Linked DNA regions of Nomascus leucogenys: region 1 is linked to region 2. A link is a contact called in public Hi-C data. All regions are on one chromosome and are shown on one strand. The core of a region is the stretch at or near the end of the contact, and the rest is flanking DNA. Distances in the headings are between cores, read along the strand shown. Region 1 holds the start of NSRP1 (nuclear speckle splicing regulatory protein 1). Region 2 has its middle 13 kb from the start of SLC6A4.

Region 1 (4,100 bases), core at 1,243-3,742, 120 kb after region 2:
ACAAAAAATATTAAAAATACTAAAAATACAAAAAAAAAATAAAAATAAAAATTAGCCAGGCATGGTGGCAGGCACCTGTAACCCCAGCTACTCGGGAGATTGAAGCAGGAGAATCACCTGAACCTAGGAGGCAGAGGCTGCAGTGAGCCAAGACTGCACCATCACACTCTAGCCTAGGTAACAAAAGCGAAACTCTGTCTCAAAAAAAAAAAAAAAAAAAAAAAAAAGAAAGAGAAAAACATTAAAACATGATGGGAGTATTAGAAAAGCACACATCTACTGGGTGCGGTGTCTTACGCCTGTAATCCCAGCACTTTGGGAGGCTGAGGCAGGCGGATCACCTGAGGTCAGGAGTTCAAGACTAGCCCGGCCAACATGGTGAAACCCTGTCTCTACAAAAATACAAAAATCAGCTGGGCATGATGGCAGGTGCCTGTAATCCCAGCTACTCAGGAAGCTTAGGCAAGAGAATCGCTTGAACCCAGGAGGCGGACTTGCAGTGAGCCGAGATCATGGCATTGCACTCCAGCCTGAGCAACTGAGCAAGACTCTGTTTCAAAAAAAAAAAAAAAAAAGAAAAGAAAAGAAAAGCACACATTTGGGGTTGTTTCTGATATATAACTGTGGGCTTCACAGAAAAAGTTTTGGCTGCTACAATAGAAAATGTTTATATTAGATGTTATTGTAGTACTATCAAGGGTAACTATTCACTAGCACGATTATAACTGAGCAATTACATTTGGCAGACACTGAATTTAAAAAAAAGTAGTATTGTTAAGAACTGTTATATAGTGATGTTAGCTCATGGTTAACAAATTAAAAACTGCTTTGCTAATAAAAATTTGTAGGAAATTGGTGACATCTTAATAACTCATACCTAGGGATCTTTACACGAACAATTTTGTTATGACAATTTCAGTAGTCTGAAAAGACCGTGTATTTGTTTAAAGGTAAAGTTTGCAGCTTTTAGAGGGAAAAAAATCTTTAAAAAATCGGTGAAGCTGCTTTCTTTACACCTTCCTTTTCGACAATTCTGTAAATTATACTCCACTGTATTGACAAATAACAAATGCAAAGGTATCAGAGTCACAAGTTCAATATTTAAAAAATTTACATTTCCAACCATGCACGAGTAAAACATAGGTTTCCTTACCTCATCATCATCATCAGAATCATTCCCAAACACTGATGGTTTTTGCAAAACAGGGTGCAACTGCTGTGTTTTCTTTGGCAAAATAAGCCCATACCTGCATATATTTTTTTTGAAATAGAAATTAAACCTTTATGTTTAAATGTTAACAAACACATCTACTACCTCTTCCACATGAAGCTACCAAATCAAAACATGCCATAAGCTTTATGAACACATAATAGACTGTTTTTGCTTCTCAGTGATCTCAAAACTCTAACATGCCGTAAGATTCTATAATTACTACTCTTAAGTGATCATTTGTGGACACGGGCTAAACTCGAATACCATTTTTATCAGAGAAGTAAATGAAAAGTTCAGAAATGTTTTAAAATGGCGAAGTGACAGTAACATTTAAAAAAAAAATGTGTAGTGGAAAGTTTAGTTCATGTCCACTGAAGATTTTAAAATGCTTTCAACTATCCTTGCGGTCTAAACAGTCAAGAAAATGGCTAGATTTTTTTTCCTACTTTGTACTTACATAGTTTCTAAGAACTGACTGGATAGTGTAACTCCCGAAAATTTTTAAAAGATTAACTGAGAAACCCAAGTAGCCATGGGGCAAGTTCGCATTACACTTTATTAAGATCACGTGCTTTGCCTCGGAGCATCTGAGAGAACCATCCCATCAGATCCAACTCCTTTAGTTTCTCACGTTTTGGCCTTTAAGATGCGGAGATCACGGGAGGCCGCATCAAAAGTAAGGATTACACATCAAAGGTAAAACTTTCAAGTACGTACAGTATTTGTCTCTTTTGCGGCAACGTATACCCCAATTTCCTATATGCCTACCCTTTTTCTGTGGCTTCTCAGAACAATATTCCTAAAACGACAAGGAAGGGCGGGAATCAGGACTTGAGCTTCTGCCAAGGAGAACAAGGCCCTCTAAGGAAGCCAGGAACTGTCTCTCTTCACACTGCCCCTGAGAGCATCCAAGCGGGGAGAAACTCAAGCGCGGGGTAGGAAGCAAGACTGAGGGGCCTCAGACCGAGCTTTTGGAAAATAGAAAAGTCTCGCTCTCTGCCCCTCAGCCTAACTTCCTTTATTTCCTCACAAGTTTCTCCCTCAAACTTCGGGCTTCCATCCTGGAAAATTACGGGGGAGGGGAATCTATGTTCCTCAGGACTTCTCGTTTTTTCCCGTCTCTACCCCTGACGACACAGTCCCTTCACTTCCAGCGCATTTAAAACTCCTCGGCCAAAGACACAGTCGCCGTAGTTTCTCATCCCCCAGCCTGACCCTAACTCCCGGATCACTCACTGCCTGCCCGGAATCGCCATCTTGCTCCCGTGTCCGCTGAACGCGGCCGACGCCTCCGTGACGCTGACGCCGATGACGTCACGTAAACTCTCGCGCGGCTTTGGGTGGCCCGGATCCTGCTTGTCGGTTGAATCGCTGGTTTGAGTCACTTCTACGGTGCTGGGAATTGGATCCAGTGACTTCTGTTTTGTTTCGGAGCCCACCGGCTGCCTCAAAATCTGTAGGAGAAAGGAATGACAACGTTCTAGGCCAGTTGTTTGCAGTGTGTGGTTCTGGGACCAGCGGCATCAGCATCACCGGAGATACTGTTAAAATGACACATTCTCGGGCCCCGCCCCAAACCTGCCGAATCAGAAACTTTGGAGTGGAGCGAGTTATCTGAATTTTAACCAGCGGGTAATTCTGATAAAGCTTGAAAACCACTGCCATGGCTATCGATAATCCCCTTACCCCCTTCCAAGTGTTCACTTTAACTGGTTCAGGATAATTAGGCGAAAAATGAAAATCTGTGTATTAATAATACCTTACATAGGACCAAAATTATTATTTAAATAAAAAAATTTTTTTTGAGACGGAGTTTCGCTCTTGCCCAGGCTAGAGTGCAAAGGCGCCAACTCGGTTACCGCAACCTCCGCCTCCCTGGTTCAAGCGATTCTCCTGCCTCAGGCTCCCGAGTAGCTGGGATTACAGGCATGAGCCACCACGCCCGGCTAATTTTGTATTTTTAGTAGAGACGGTGTTTCTCCATGTTGGTCAGGCTGGTCTCGAACTCCCGACCTGAGGTGATCCGCCCGACTCGGCCTCCCAAATTGCTGGGATTACAGGCATGAGCCACTGCGGCCGGCCCAAGGACCAAAATTATTAATAATACTGTTCATGGGCCATTGGGTATAGGAATCAAGATCATATATGATACTTTTTTTTTTTTTGAGACGGAGTCTCGCCCTTGTCGCCCAGGCTGGAGTGCAATGGCACGATCTGGGCTCACTGCAACCTCCGCCTCCCAGGTTCAGGCGATTCTCCTGCCTCAGCCTCCTGAGTAGCTGGGATTACAGCGTCCGCCACCATGCCTGGCTAATTTTTGTATTTTTTTAGTAGAGGCGGGGTTTCACCATGTTGGCCAGGCTGGTCTCAAACTCCTGACCTCATGTGATCCACCCGCCTCAGCCTCCTCAAGTGCTGGGATTACAGGCGTGAGCCACCGTGCCTGGCCCATATATGATACCTTTTTGAAAACTCTACCCACATCTGTGCACTCATTCACTCTTGGTTCATTCCCAACCAGTCTCAGAGCAGCCAAAGAGATCAATTACCGAGATAAAGATGTTGAAATCTCCAACTATAATTGTGAATTTGCTTCTCCTTTCAATTCTATCAGTTTGTGTCATGTATTTTGAAGTTAGGTATGTAAATATTTAGGATTGTTACGTTCTCTTGCATTAACCTCTATTGACCTCCATAGCATTAAGAAGTGGCCCTCTTTATTCCTTTATTCTTATTTGTCTGCTTGGTCTGCTATCAAATATTAACTAGCTTTCTTTTGATTAATGCTAGCATAGTATATCTTTTTCAACCCATTTTAATCTATTTGTGTATTTATATTCAAATTGAATCACTTGTTGACAGAAAATAGTTGGGTCTTGCTTTTTTA
Region 2 (3,995 bases), core at 200-2,699:
CATCTCCCTGTACCCCTCCTAGGATCGCCCCTGCATCCCCCATTATCCCCCCTGCACCCCTCGCGGCATCCCCCCTGCACCCCCCAGCATGCCCCTGCACCCCTCGCGGCATCCCCTTGCACCCCCCAGCATCCCCCTGCAGCGCCCCCAGCATCTCCCCTGCACCCCCAGCATCCCCCTGCACCCCTCCCAGGATCTCCCCTGCAACCCCCATTATCCCCCCTGCACCCGTCACAGCATCCCCCTGCACCCCCCAGCATCCCCCCTGCACCCCCAGCATCCCCCCTGCACCCCTCCAACATTCCCCTTGCACCCTCCCAGTATCCCCCTGCATCCTGGCCTCCAAGCCTCCCGCCCACCTTGCGGTCCCCGCCTTGGCGTCTAGGTGGCACCAGAATCCCGCGCGGACCCCTCCGGCTGGGAGCCGCCCTCGCTTGCCCGTGGTTGTCCAGCTCAGTCCCTCTAGACGCTCAGCCCAACCGGCCGCACAGTTTTCAGGGGTCAGTTCCTCCAAGTACAAGGGGCGGTGGCTTCTCTGGAGCTGCAAACTTGTCACTGCTATTTCCTTTTGGTCTTCTACTTCCTATCTTTCCTGGCCTCCTCGTGGGGAGAGGTAGAGCCCTCTCCTCTCCGCCTCAGGGACAACCCACAGCAAGTACTGCATGTGCCCTTTTTAAAGTTTTAAATAATTTTAGCAAAAAAGATATTAACATTAAATCCATTTTTAAACTTTTTGAAAAAATTATCAAAACAACATGCACATGGGTCAAAACACTAGGGTGCCGTTGGGCCCCTTCAGACAATTCAAATTGTCACCAGGTTGGAGTGCAGTGGTTCGATCACGGTTCACTGCAGCCTCGACCTCCCGGGCTCAGCTGATCCTCCACCTCAGCCTCCTGAGTAGCTGGGAACACAGGCGCGAGCAACCATGCCCGGCTAATTAAAAAAATTTTTTTTTTCTAGAGATGGGGTCTTGCTGTGTTGCCCAGGCTGGTCTTGAATTCCTGGGCTCAAGCTATCCTCCCGCCTCAGCCTCCCAAAGCACTGTGCTCCTTTTTGACGCAGCTTTGAACTGTAGCTGGTTAACAAAATGAGAACCAGTTCTTCATTCCTTCATTGTGGAAGTCTTTATTGTGAGACTCTGGGGACGGAGAGGAATTAGACAAGGGCCTCTAAGCTGAGCTCACATCCCAGCCGGGCAGTCAGATAAACGCATGGGTACCAAGTACTGTTACGTCCCAGGAAGAAAGGGAGACCAGGTTTTGGGATGGGGGCGATGGGGAGGTGTCCGAGGTCAAGAGGAAGCGGCACCAGCAGACCCCTGTGTGCCGTCCTGGGGGCGGGGGGCGGCAGGGGAGGCGCATACCCGCCCCTTTGTGCAGCCTCCCACCTCCCGCAAAGTTAAAGAGCAGGAAAGTCAGGATTCCTCGCTCGGCCCTGCCCTGCCGGCTGCTCCGCGCTCCGCTCCTCCCTGCGAGCGTGTGTGTGTCGGGGGTCCCTCCCCTCCTGGCTCTGGGGTCCGGCGCGCACCCCGCCCCGTAGCGCGGCCCCTCCCGGGCGAGCGCAGCCCCATCCAGCGGGAGCGCCGAGCCGCGGCCGCGGGGAAGCATTAAGTTTATTCGCCTCAAAGTGACGCAAAAATTCTTCAAGAGCTCTTTGGCGGCGGCTATCTAGAGATCAGACCATGTGAGGGCCCGCGGGTACAAATACGGCCGCGCCGGCGCCCCTCCGCACAGCCAGCGCCGCCCGGTGCCTCGAGGGCGCGAGGCCCGCCCGCCTCCCCAGCCTGGGACCAGCCTCCCCGCGCAGCCCGGCAGGTGGGTCAAGCTTTTCCTCTCCGCCTCGAACCCACGTTTCTTTCCAGAACTTCTTCCCCGCCTCGGGGACGGGGATAGAACAGCTGCGCCCCACCGCCCTGCGAGGAGGCGAGGACGTGCATGCGCCCCAGCGGTGGGCGTCGGATCCTGCCCCTGCGCCCTCCACGCTCAGCAAGAGCCAGAGCTGAAGCGGACGGGCGAGAGTGGGAGACGAGGAACGTGGAGTGCTCGAAGGGGGGCGGGCGTAGGGGGCTCCTTTGTCTATTGTTGCAGAGGCTTTGCAACCTCTTGAGGACCTGCGAAAGACCCCTTAAAGAGGGTCTTGAGCAAAGTGCTGTCCTGCGATTTGGGAAAAGTTGCTTTCGTTTCAACCCATGGCTTATGTTTGATCTTTACTTTGCTGTCATCGCGTGCAGGTGGCTTTATGCAAAGAGAGAGTTCTGGTTGACACAAATGCCCAGACAGCTAGAGAAATCTCTGAGTGGCGCTTAAGTGGGCCGAGTCTCTGTGCGCTTGGGTGGTTTCACTGTCAGAGCTGAGGCGCGCTCAGACAGACACCTCACGGGCCATTCAGAATGTATGTGAAACTCCAGCTCCAACGACTGTGCTACGTGGTTGAAGGGTATGACCATCATTTGCTTGAAAATTGTGTGCATTCAAACTTGTTCTTGAAAAAAAGCTCTCTGGGGCTCAAGAATGGATTTGGGTCTTGGGCTAAGGAGCAGATTTTCTTCTGAACTGGGGCTTTTGCATATTGAATTGTTCCTTTTCCATTTGGGACTCTGAAGAATTCGAGAGGGGTAGAATTTCTGAATCAGACATTACAAAGACTTTGTGTATGTATTTTTACGATCAGTTTTGTCCAGAAAAGTGAACCAGGTCAATGGATTATTTATGAGCCTGCTAGCTAACTCTCATCGTAGGAAGACGAGATCAAATATTTAATGTGTTTTGCCCTCAGTTACATAGGAAAAATGTCTAAGAAGGTGACATTGGGACTTGTGTTTAATGAAACAGAGAACTGTGGGCAGCATCAGTGTTGGGTTTTTAGGAGCGCAGGGAGCACACAGCTTTGACTCTTTGTCCCATTACTTGCTTCTGTGTGAAGCCACTGAGGCCCCAGGGTTCGGGTTTTCCTACCACGCACTCTGAGGTGGCAGTGACCGTTCCAACATGGATGAGTGAGAGGCAAGTTCTTATGAGGTTTGTGCAAATTGAGCAAGCCACTTGGGGCATGGGTTTTTCCTCTTTTCTTTCTTTCTTTCTTTTTCCCACTAAAGAACAGATTGAAACTGCTTCACAGTTAATCAAAAGTCCCCTCAACACTCTGGTGATCCACCTAAGACCTCTCAGAGATGTAACCACCAGCACAGATATTCAAACCCATTTTTTTTCAATCCCTTTGTTTAAGAAATATAAATATACTAGGAGTGGGATGGGGGAATAATGTTGATGTTTTAATGGAATCCGAAAGACCTCAGAAATTCCTCTGCGGGGATGTTTAGAGTCGTCTGAGCATTTTGATGAAACTTGGAGAGGCATGTTGAAGAGTTTTGCAAACGGGTGAGGTGCCTGAGGAATGGGGATGCTTGGCTGGAGGGGGGTTTAGGAGCATGGGTCAGGCTGTTTCTTACAGCAGGTGCTTGCTTCCCAAACACCCTGGATGTCCCCTGCCAAACAGAAACACAGGTAACTCCAGACATTAAGCCAATACGTGGCAGCTCCTTCTCGTTCCTACTTGTGGAATGAATGGTAAAATAGGAGAGAACATAGAAGGCAGGGCTTCCTGAAGAAGCTTAATTTTAATTTGGCTTCATGAATCAACAGGATATGGTCATGACTTGACTTTTTCTAAAGATGTCTGGACAGCCAGAGCAAAAATTATACAGTCACTTTTGGTTGTTGTTGAGAAGGTAACTCAGACCTTAGTTATTCCCAGTAACATATCAGCTCCTCGTGGTCCTCAGCTCTAAATGAGGGGCTGTGGGGAGGACTGCCTAACTCGATGTCCAAGTCCCCTCCAACTCCCTCTGCAACCGTGACCCTAACCTCTGCACTTTAAGGAAACATAAGTTGAAATGATGGTGCAAAAATGCCGGCGGGCCGGTACTCTGTACCCAGATATCACCTTCAAATCAGGGTCTCCTGGGGATCCCCTTGGGTTTCACTGTAAGGCAG

Evidence for each region. Hi-C and Micro-C count contacts between places; a contact is called where the count stands out from the background.
Region 1: a Hi-C map of a lymphoblastoid cell line shows a contact between it and region 2, with 5 times the contacts expected there. The contact joins the promoter of NSRP1 here to the enhancer-like site in region 2. A contact is called at or near these places in 3 of 4 Hi-C or Micro-C datasets (a lymphoblastoid cell line and an unstated tissue).

Annotation. Positions count from the first base shown.
Region 1 is chr19:36,392,827-36,396,926 of Asia_NLE_v1, forward strand. It overlaps NSRP1 (nuclear speckle splicing regulatory protein 1), which reads right to left and starts at 2,493. Exons shown (of 7, transcript XM_003277079.4): 1 at 2,450-2,493; 2 at 1,154-1,247. The coding sequence starts at 2,469.
Region 2 is chr19:36,271,067-36,275,061 of Asia_NLE_v1, forward strand. No RefSeq gene overlaps it. Among named protein-coding and RNA genes, the nearest start is that of SLC6A4, 13 kb to the right of the region's middle. Within about 2 kb of position 1,450, the one cell type or tissue checked has an H3K27ac peak away from gene starts, as active enhancers do. A contact at or near this core is called in a lymphoblastoid cell line, where this site is marked.